Linked DNA regions of Mus musculus: region 1 is linked to region 2. The links are chromatin contacts, called in public promoter capture Hi-C maps. All regions are on one chromosome and are shown on one strand. The core of a region is the stretch at or near the end of the contact, and the rest is flanking DNA. Distances in the headings are between cores, read along the strand shown.

Evidence for each region. Promoter capture Hi-C pulls out the DNA fragments that hold promoters and counts their contacts.
Region 1: a contact with region 2 is called in a promoter capture Hi-C map of pre-B cells, with 2.8 times the contacts expected there. The contact joins the promoter of Ggnbp2 here to the promoter of Suz12 in region 2. A contact is called at or near these places in 2 of 39 promoter capture datasets (cranial neural crest and pre-B cells).

The regions. Positions count from the first base shown.
Region 1 is chr11:84,869,222-84,873,206 of GRCm38.p6, reverse strand. Ggnbp2 (gametogenetin binding protein 2) reads left to right here and starts at 2,417. Exons shown (of 14, transcript NM_001364114.1): 1 at 2,417-2,602; 2 at 3,135-3,330. The coding sequence starts at 3,238. It overlaps Ggnbp2os (gametogenetin binding protein 2, opposite strand), which reads right to left and starts at 3,202. Exons shown (of 2, transcript NR_131201.1): 1 at 3,111-3,202; 2 at 1,576-2,003.
Region 2 is chr11:79,991,601-79,995,759 of GRCm38.p6, reverse strand. Suz12 (SUZ12 polycomb repressive complex 2 subunit) reads right to left here and starts at 2,654. Exons shown (of 16, transcript NM_199196.2): 1 at 2,161-2,654; 2 at 97-143; 3 at 1-15. The coding sequence starts at 2,440.

The sequences.
Region 1 (3,985 bases), core at 1,168-3,667, 4.9 Mb before region 2:
TGCTGCATTTTGTTAATAACTGCCTTTTTTTTTTTTTTTTTTTTTTTTGAGATGGGCTGTCACTATATAGGACAGGCTGGCTTGGAACTCACTGAGATCTACCTGCCTCTGCCTCTGGTGTTGGGTGTGCACCATATCTGCCACTTTTCTTATTTAATATTATGGTATTTACGTACTTATTTTTGTGATACTGGATACTGAACCTTGGGCTTAGAGCCTGCTAGACCAAGTGTTCTACCACTATATCCTCAGCCCTCCATACTTTTCTAGTCTAAGTTTATATCTTTGATAATTACAGGCGTTAACTGAAAAGGACAAAATGTACACTGTGCTTCCCCTCTTCCAATTCCTAATGTCCTAAAGAAAAGCTAATGAATTCATAAAATCAGAATTAGTAGGCAGAACTCCTGATTAGATTGCTTTTCAGAAGAGAAAGATCACAATTGATTTACTGAGCTCTGTGTCGGGTATAGGTGCCAGGAATATAAACAGATGCCTTTAAGGAGCTTACATTCTCATTTATGTTTATTAAAAATATGCAATATGTCTACTTAATTCCTATTTTGAGAAAGGGTCTGTGCAGTCTAATCTGGTCTTGAATTTATGGTAAGCACTCTGCCTTGGCCTCTCCAAGTGCTGGGGTTACAGGTGTATGCTACTATACTGGGCTTGTATTTTTTTTTTTTAAAGATCTATTTTATTTATATGAGTACACTGTAGCTGTCTTCAGACACACCAGAAGAGAACATCAGAATTACAGATGGTTGTGAGCCACCATGTGGTTGCTGGGAATTGAACTCAGGACCTCTGGAAGAGCAGTCAGTGCTCTTAACTACTGAGCCAACTTTACAGCCCATGTTTCTATTTTTAATTGATAGAATATACTCATACTGTCAGATCAAGAAAAGGAAAATCCAGCTTACAGATTTTCAGATGTACTAATTTAAATAACATTATGCCAGTGATTTACTACCTTATCTAATACAGCCATTATAGTGAAAACAGAGGTATTTTAGCTTGTCAACTGCCTTTTTTTTTTTTTTTTTTTTCATAGCTTGGTTCTTTCCTAGTACCTGGTGTATATTTAATAGTGAAAATTAAAGCTAGTAGCTATATACATATTGGCTCAATATTTGTTACCAAGCATAACCTAAAATTCAATTAATCAAAGTAGGTACATAGATTGTAGTAGTTGTAGACATAAAACACAAGATTCTCTAAAAATGTCCATAGTTTTACTATGTATTTTAACCTGTCAGAAGGTGCGTGAAAAACTGGACTTCAACTAAGGATCGCACTGTTCTGCTTTTAGTATGGCCCAAAGACATATTTACTGGATAATCACACCTTTGGGAACACACAATGGTTCTTCCAGTTTATTATGTCACCTACTCTAACAATGACCACACAATGTCATAAGTCAACAAGGCTAAGGATGCACTGTGGGATTTTTTTTTTTTTTTTTTTTTGGTTGTGACTTGAAAGACTTCATGTGATCAAAATACTTTTAAAGGTCAGTAACAACAGCTTTACCCTATTTTACCAGAAAATATTCGATCTGTCCTTAAGATCTGGTAGTTGTACAAGCAGCGAATGGATTTATTATTAAAACCATCAAGACAAAACATTTTCCATCTTTTTGGCTTTACAATGGACCTCCGTAGACTAGTACCTGAGAACGTGGCAGTAGTCAAGAGTGCAGAGGAAACTCTCTTTACAGCAGCTCTGGTTCTCGGAAGATGGTCAGACCGAAGGGCCTTTGGCCACTATCAGTAACTTTGCCCAAGGGAGTCCCTTAAGTTAATATTAACTCAAGAAGTTCCTTTGGTCGGAAGCTACACATAGACTACAGTTCAGTTTTCTGTCTATTGTAACAACAGATCCTGCACATATTTTCCATCCATCTTGCTGCAGTCCCCATAAGGCGGCCGGCTCTGGGTGAGTCAGGGTAGCAGAGCCCTTTCCTCCAGTCTTACAGGGGTGGAAGTCCGCATGTGTGCAACCTGGAAAACAAGGTCAAAGGTCTCTGCAGTGTCCATTCTCCTAGACCTCGACAGCGCCAGCTCTTCATCGCTCACCCAAGTCTTATCTGGGTTCCCCCCCCCCCCCAGTGGGCTTTCCACCCCACCGGTCTCCAGAGAGCAGATCCCGGGTCGTCACTGGCAGGGACCCCGGCTGCTCCTGCTGGGCCTCCCCACTGGCCCTATTTTCACGCTCGTTTTGGTAAATCCGGGGCACCACGCAGGTCAGCCGAGCGCGACAGCACAGGGGGTTCCCCCCACCCGTACAAGCCGATTTCGAAAGTCGGGACACGAGCGAGGCGGCCGCGGTCTCGCGAGAAGAGGCAGGCCCCGCCTGGAGTTCGCGGCCCCCCCTCCCCGGCCCCACCCTCCCCACGTCCCCCGCCCTCCCTCCCACACTCCCCGTGGCGCGAGCGGCTGACTGAGCCTGGAGAGGAAACGGCAATCGCAGCCGCGCTCCCGCCCAGGCCGGCCCTGACGCGGGCCTCGTCAGCCGGTAACGGGGAGCAGAGGTGGGGGTCAGGGAGGCGTCCTCGAAGTCAGTGAAGGTCAGAACCGAGAGCTCTCTCTCTCCGACCCGGGTGAGGACTGGGGTCTGAGCTCGCCCCCACCCCAACTCTGCAGAGCCGAGGCAGGGTCGACCCCTCCCAGGGGCGGGGTGGCGCCGGGCAACTGCAGCCTAGGGGGCCACCCTGGGCGGGGCGCTCAGCCAGGAGAGAAGGGGTCAGCGGCAGGGGGTGCGGGCTTGGGCTGTGTAGCCGAGGCGGGGATGGGCTTCTGGAGCCCGGACTCCCGAGCTGGGCGGGGATGTCCCGGGGCCAGCAGGTCCTTTTCCGCCTCTCCTTTGGACCCTGACTGGAGGCCGGCGGGCGGGGGGGGGGGGGGTGGGTGGGTGGGGAGGGGGGGTCTGGGTGGGGGAGGGCAGGCGGCGCGAGGGGGCGGGTCCCGGCGCTGCGGGGCGCTGATTGGCTGAGCGCGTGTGGAATCGGGTGATGGGAAACGCAGCGCGGCTCTCCTGTCCTCTCTCGCTCCGCGCCCCCCCACCCCTTTCACCCGTGGCGAATGTGCTGCGAGGTGGCGGGTGCTTACGCTCGCGGGGTTTGGCTGTTGCAGGCAGGAGCTGGGAGGAGGCAGCAGCAGCGGCGGCGGCAGGAGCAGCGGCGGCGGCAGCAGCTGGGAGGAGGTGGTGACGGTGGCAACGGCAGCGTCGGGGACGATGGCGCGACTGGTGGCAGTGTGCAGGGACGGGGAGGAGGAGTTCCCCTTCGAGAGGAGGCAGATCCCCCTCTACATAGACGACACCCTGACGGTGAGCGAGCGGGCTGAGCGGGCCGGGCCGGGATGGGCCCGCTGCTCCCCGGCCTGGCAGCTGTTTCCCCTCCCCCAGGCCGAGCGCTGCGCACTGGAGAAAGAGTGTGTTGCAACTCCTAGGCGAGGCCGCCTCTCCGATGGGCCCCACGAACTCGCCATTGCAGCGGGGCCTCTCGGTACCCTTGGCAGGCCCCAGATCCAGCGCCCCGAAGGCACTTGGAGGTCCCCTGCTCGGGTCTTCCTCCCTCTCCGAACCTTTGGCCTTTAGGCCTGCCTTTGAGACGCTGTTTGCCTAAGCACGCGCCGGGGAGAAGGGTTGAAGGAGCTGGGGCGTTTAGGGCCTGTCCTCTCCAGAAAGCACTTACCCTCCGGGAGGCTCAATTAGTTGAAAATGTCGCAGCTGCATTGTTACCTGTGTGTTTCCCGTTTGAACACTGTAGCTATCTCTACATAAGTGTAATTACTGAGGGCAGAGTGACATTCTCTTGCACAGCGAAGATTCCACCTAAATGATTTGATTTCCTAATACGTCTCACATTGCCTAGTACATTATAATTCTTGAAATGGTTGGGTTAAGCCATGACTCTTCAAAATGGGCCTTCGTGGCATTTTTTTGGTTTACAAGTAGCCCAAGACCAAGTTATTGACTGTAA
Region 2 (4,159 bases), core at 1,405-3,904:
GTGCAAAAATATTGGCTATAAAAAATTAAAAAGATTAAAGTTACAGATGAAATTATAAGAATGAAATAATACTGGTGAATTTCATTGACTACTTACTGCGATAAGATTTCGAGTTCGAAGAAATCTATATATCTGTGTTGGTTCTAGGTAACAGGAAACAAAATCCAAACATTATCTAAATGTACTTTTTAATGAACTTGTCAGTAAATTATCAACCCAGCCCAAGACAACCCACACCCTAAGCAATATAAAGCAATCAATCTCCCATTATGGAAATAGTTTACTACATATTTATATCTAGAAAACTAGTAAGCAGGAAAGGTCATTCAGTCCAAGACATATACTCACAAAATCTTTTTCCCGCCCCCTCCTCCTCCCTGAAGGTAAAACCTAAGGGTCTTTCTCTACACTGTCACTAATCCTTTCTGTGGTAGCCACCATCAGTGAGCAAAGCAAAGAGCAATAAATTAAGTACCTTGACTTAGCTCTACTCCACACACACATTTACGCCAAGCAAGATGAAAATTTCACTTTAGTTGGCCATTAAAAAACTTGTAGTAACTAGTCAAAACTAAACTCTTAACAAACATTCTAATACAGATAGGATCAAAAAATTAGTATTGTAAAATTCTATCTTAAACTCATAACAGCTTCCAAAAACATTTTTCCCCAAAACAATTTTTAATGCTTAAAATTTAAATTATTATAAAGGGCTTAGGTTAAATAGTTGAAATATATCTTCCTACAACTCCCCCATTCCAGTAATATTAGATAACTACCAGAATCACATTTCTTTAAGACATGGTAATGTAATTACAAATACCTATATTAATAATTACATTAAGAACTTAATGTCTAGAAACTGAATTAAGTATTAGGGGTAAAAAAAAGATCTAACTCTTAATGGTAACTGTTTTCTTGCAAGTGGATTTCATTGAAAGCTAGTAGTTAAAACCTTCCTAGAGGATTGGTTTTCTCATAACATTTAGAAAGTTTTAAATTTCCAATTAATCTTCAATTTAGTTTTAGTTTCAAGTTAAAGTAAAAGGAGATGAGATGTCTTAGAAGAGGTACAAACAAGTGTATTTATTCTCATTACTGTCCTTCAGTTCTGATTATATTTAAAAGCTTTTCAGATTTTTGTAAAAGTATATTAAGCAAAAGAATAACGATCTCTGAAGCATGACCAATTATCTGTTTCAATATTCAAAAATCGAAATGATTTGTATTAAATTCCAATAAGAATTTCACGAAGAATCAATGAAAATGAAGGAAGAGTATTAAAACAATGTAAAACGTCTTTCCAAGCACAGCTGATACCAAAGCCCATAACATATGCCACGGATATAGTGTAAATAAAGAGATTCAACGGCAAAGCTGACTTCATTCAAGTTGCCGTAAAATACCCAGCTAGAAGATTGCTAAATTCCACTATCTACACAAAAGAGGTGCAAAACCATCAGGATATAATGCCCACTTAGTAACAATTTTATTTATAGTCATAATGTTTATAAATTCTATTGTTTGTTTCCAGGCACTGTGTGATCCCCTTTCCAAAAAAGTCAGTTTCGCCCTCCACGCATCTTTTAAAACGAAAAACCGGGATTTAAAAAAAAAATGTTCTGGAATTAAGAAACAACTCCAAGGTTGTCCACGGAGAGGACGCTTGCCCCATTCTGTCTCTCTCAGTCTACGCACCCATAAAATGGGCGGAAAGGTTTGAAAAGCTTAAAAGGTTTCAAATGCTGCGTGTTCACTCACACGCAGCCAGAGTGGGTACGAACGCATTTCAGACCCATGACAATTTCCTCGGCTTTACAACACTCATCTCCGGACAGGCTGTGTCTCGTCCCCCCGAAACCTACAACTATAATCCCTGTACTTGTGGAGTAAGGAAGACACAAACGAAAACACCAACTCGTCTCGGGATCTATATGCGCTCAGTTCAACCGTCACGTCCCCACCTCCAAGGCTGCTCTGAACCTGGGGGCCCCGGGGCGACCCTTCCGGGAGTCAGGGACCTGCTCGGGACCCCGGCGTTCCCCAGCGAGTCCTCCCTCCACTCCCAAAGCAAGTGGACTCTCCGAGAACCCGGCGGAGTGCCCCGTGCCCCGAACGCCGGAGAGGGGCACCCCTGCCCTCGAAGCCGCTCACACTCACTCTCAAAGGCCTGGAGGAAAAGCTCGTGGTCAGCCTGGACGTGCTCCATTTTCGGCTTCTTCACCGGCAACACCGCGGCCCCCGCCGCCGCCGCCGCGGCCGCCGCCGAGGAGGAGGAGGCCGAGTAACTGCCGCCGCCTCCACAGCCCCCGCCGCCGGATTTGCCGCCCGAAGCCGCCGCCGCCACCGCCGCCGCCGAACCCCCGAAGCCGCCTCCCCCGGACCCCGCGCTGGGCCCCGAGCCGCCCCCTCCCCCACCGCCGTGCTTCTGAGGCGCCATCGCGGTTCCTGCCTCCTCCCCCCGCCAGCTACCCGCCGGGCGGCCCCGGAGAGTGAGCGCGCCTGCTACACCAACCGCTCGCCCCAGCAGGCTCCAGCGGACCGAGGGGGGAAGGAGGAGAGAGGGGAGGAGAGGGGAAGGGAAGGGAGGAGGAGAGGAGGGAAGGAGGGAGGAAAAAAAAAAAGTGTCTCCTCCGAGCCCCGCTCCGCTTCGGAGGCCGCTCACCCTACCCTGGCCTCGCTCCGCCCACTTTCCCCGCCCGGCGCTCTGATTGGCCGGCGGGAGCGCGCGCCGCCGGGCCGCCCAGCCCGTTGGTCCGCAGAGTCCCCCGTCAGTCACGCGGAGGCGCTTCTCGCGGAGGCGCGGCTTGGTTGGCCCGTGCGCGCTGCCGACCGCGGGCCCGGACGCCTCTTTGAACTGAATTCGCGGGAAAATGAGGGGTCGGAGCGGCCTTCCTGCTCGTCCCGGTGCATTGTGGGCAGAGGGGGACTCGCGAGCGGCTTTGGGAGCCGTTTCTCGCCTTGAGAGCTTCGTCAGTCGCCGCCCCCAGGGGGGCAGAGGTCCCCTGGAGAGAGAGGCGGGTGACTGAGAAACTGAAGGCGAAGGGGCCTTTGAAAGGAGCGGAGGTCCACCGCGGATCCCGAGACTGTGTGGTCTCAGGAAGTGACCTGCCCCGGGGGTGCTGTGTGCTCAGTCTCATCTCCACTGAGGCAGGAGGAGATCGGATCCCCTGGCCGCCACGTGCCCCAAGCCACCCATGGCCGAAATCCCCTAGCGCAGCCACTGGGTTGTCGGACGTGAAGGGCTCGCCTACGAAAGGGAGCGACCTATTTTGTGGCGGCCGTTTCTCAGAAATTAAGGAGACTTGGTTTTGTTTTGTTAAGTGATGTGAGGTTTTGGGATTCTGTGGAATTGGGTTGTGGCTTCTCAACACGATGCGAGCAAAGTAGATACTTCATTTTCTCTGAGACAAATAGGTGATTCGAAGTAAAGACATTTCTTGAAGTTTTATTTATTGTACTGCCAAAAGCTTGTGAGGAACGCTGTGTTTTGAGTGTCTTGTTTAAAAAGATAGATAAACTGGGCGGTGGCGCACGCCTTTAATCCCAGCACTCCAGAGGCAGAGGCAGGCGGATTTCTGAGTTCAAGGCCAGCCTGGTCTACAAAGTGAGTTCCAGGACAGCCAGGGCTACACAGAGAAACCCTGTCTCGAAAAACCAAAAAAAAAAAAAAAAAAAAAAGATAAACAGACCCGACCTAAGTCTGTTGGTACAAATTGGCTTACTCTGAATAACTTGGATTTCAAGTTAGACAAAATAACCAGCTTATATTGCTTATATTTTAACTTTCTAAAAATGTTTTTATGCTCGGTGGTGGTGGCACACACCTTTAATCCCAGCACTTGGGAGGCAGAGGCAGGCAGATTTCTGATGCGAGCCTGGTCTACAAAGTGAGTTCCAGGACAGCAAGGGCTATACAGAGGAACCCTGTGCCTAAGTCTACACCAAGGTCGTATGCTGCGGTCCTTACAGCCAAAAGAGGATGTTGCCTCTCCTGGAAATGGAGTCACAGGTGGTTGTGAGGCCTAGGGTGGGTGCTAAGAATCAAATAGAGATCTCTGAGAGAGCAGCCAGTGCTCTCAACTGCAGAGCTGTAAGTCCAACCCCACGTTATGTTTTATATTAAGAAGAAACTTTAGAATGCTCTCATTATACTAGT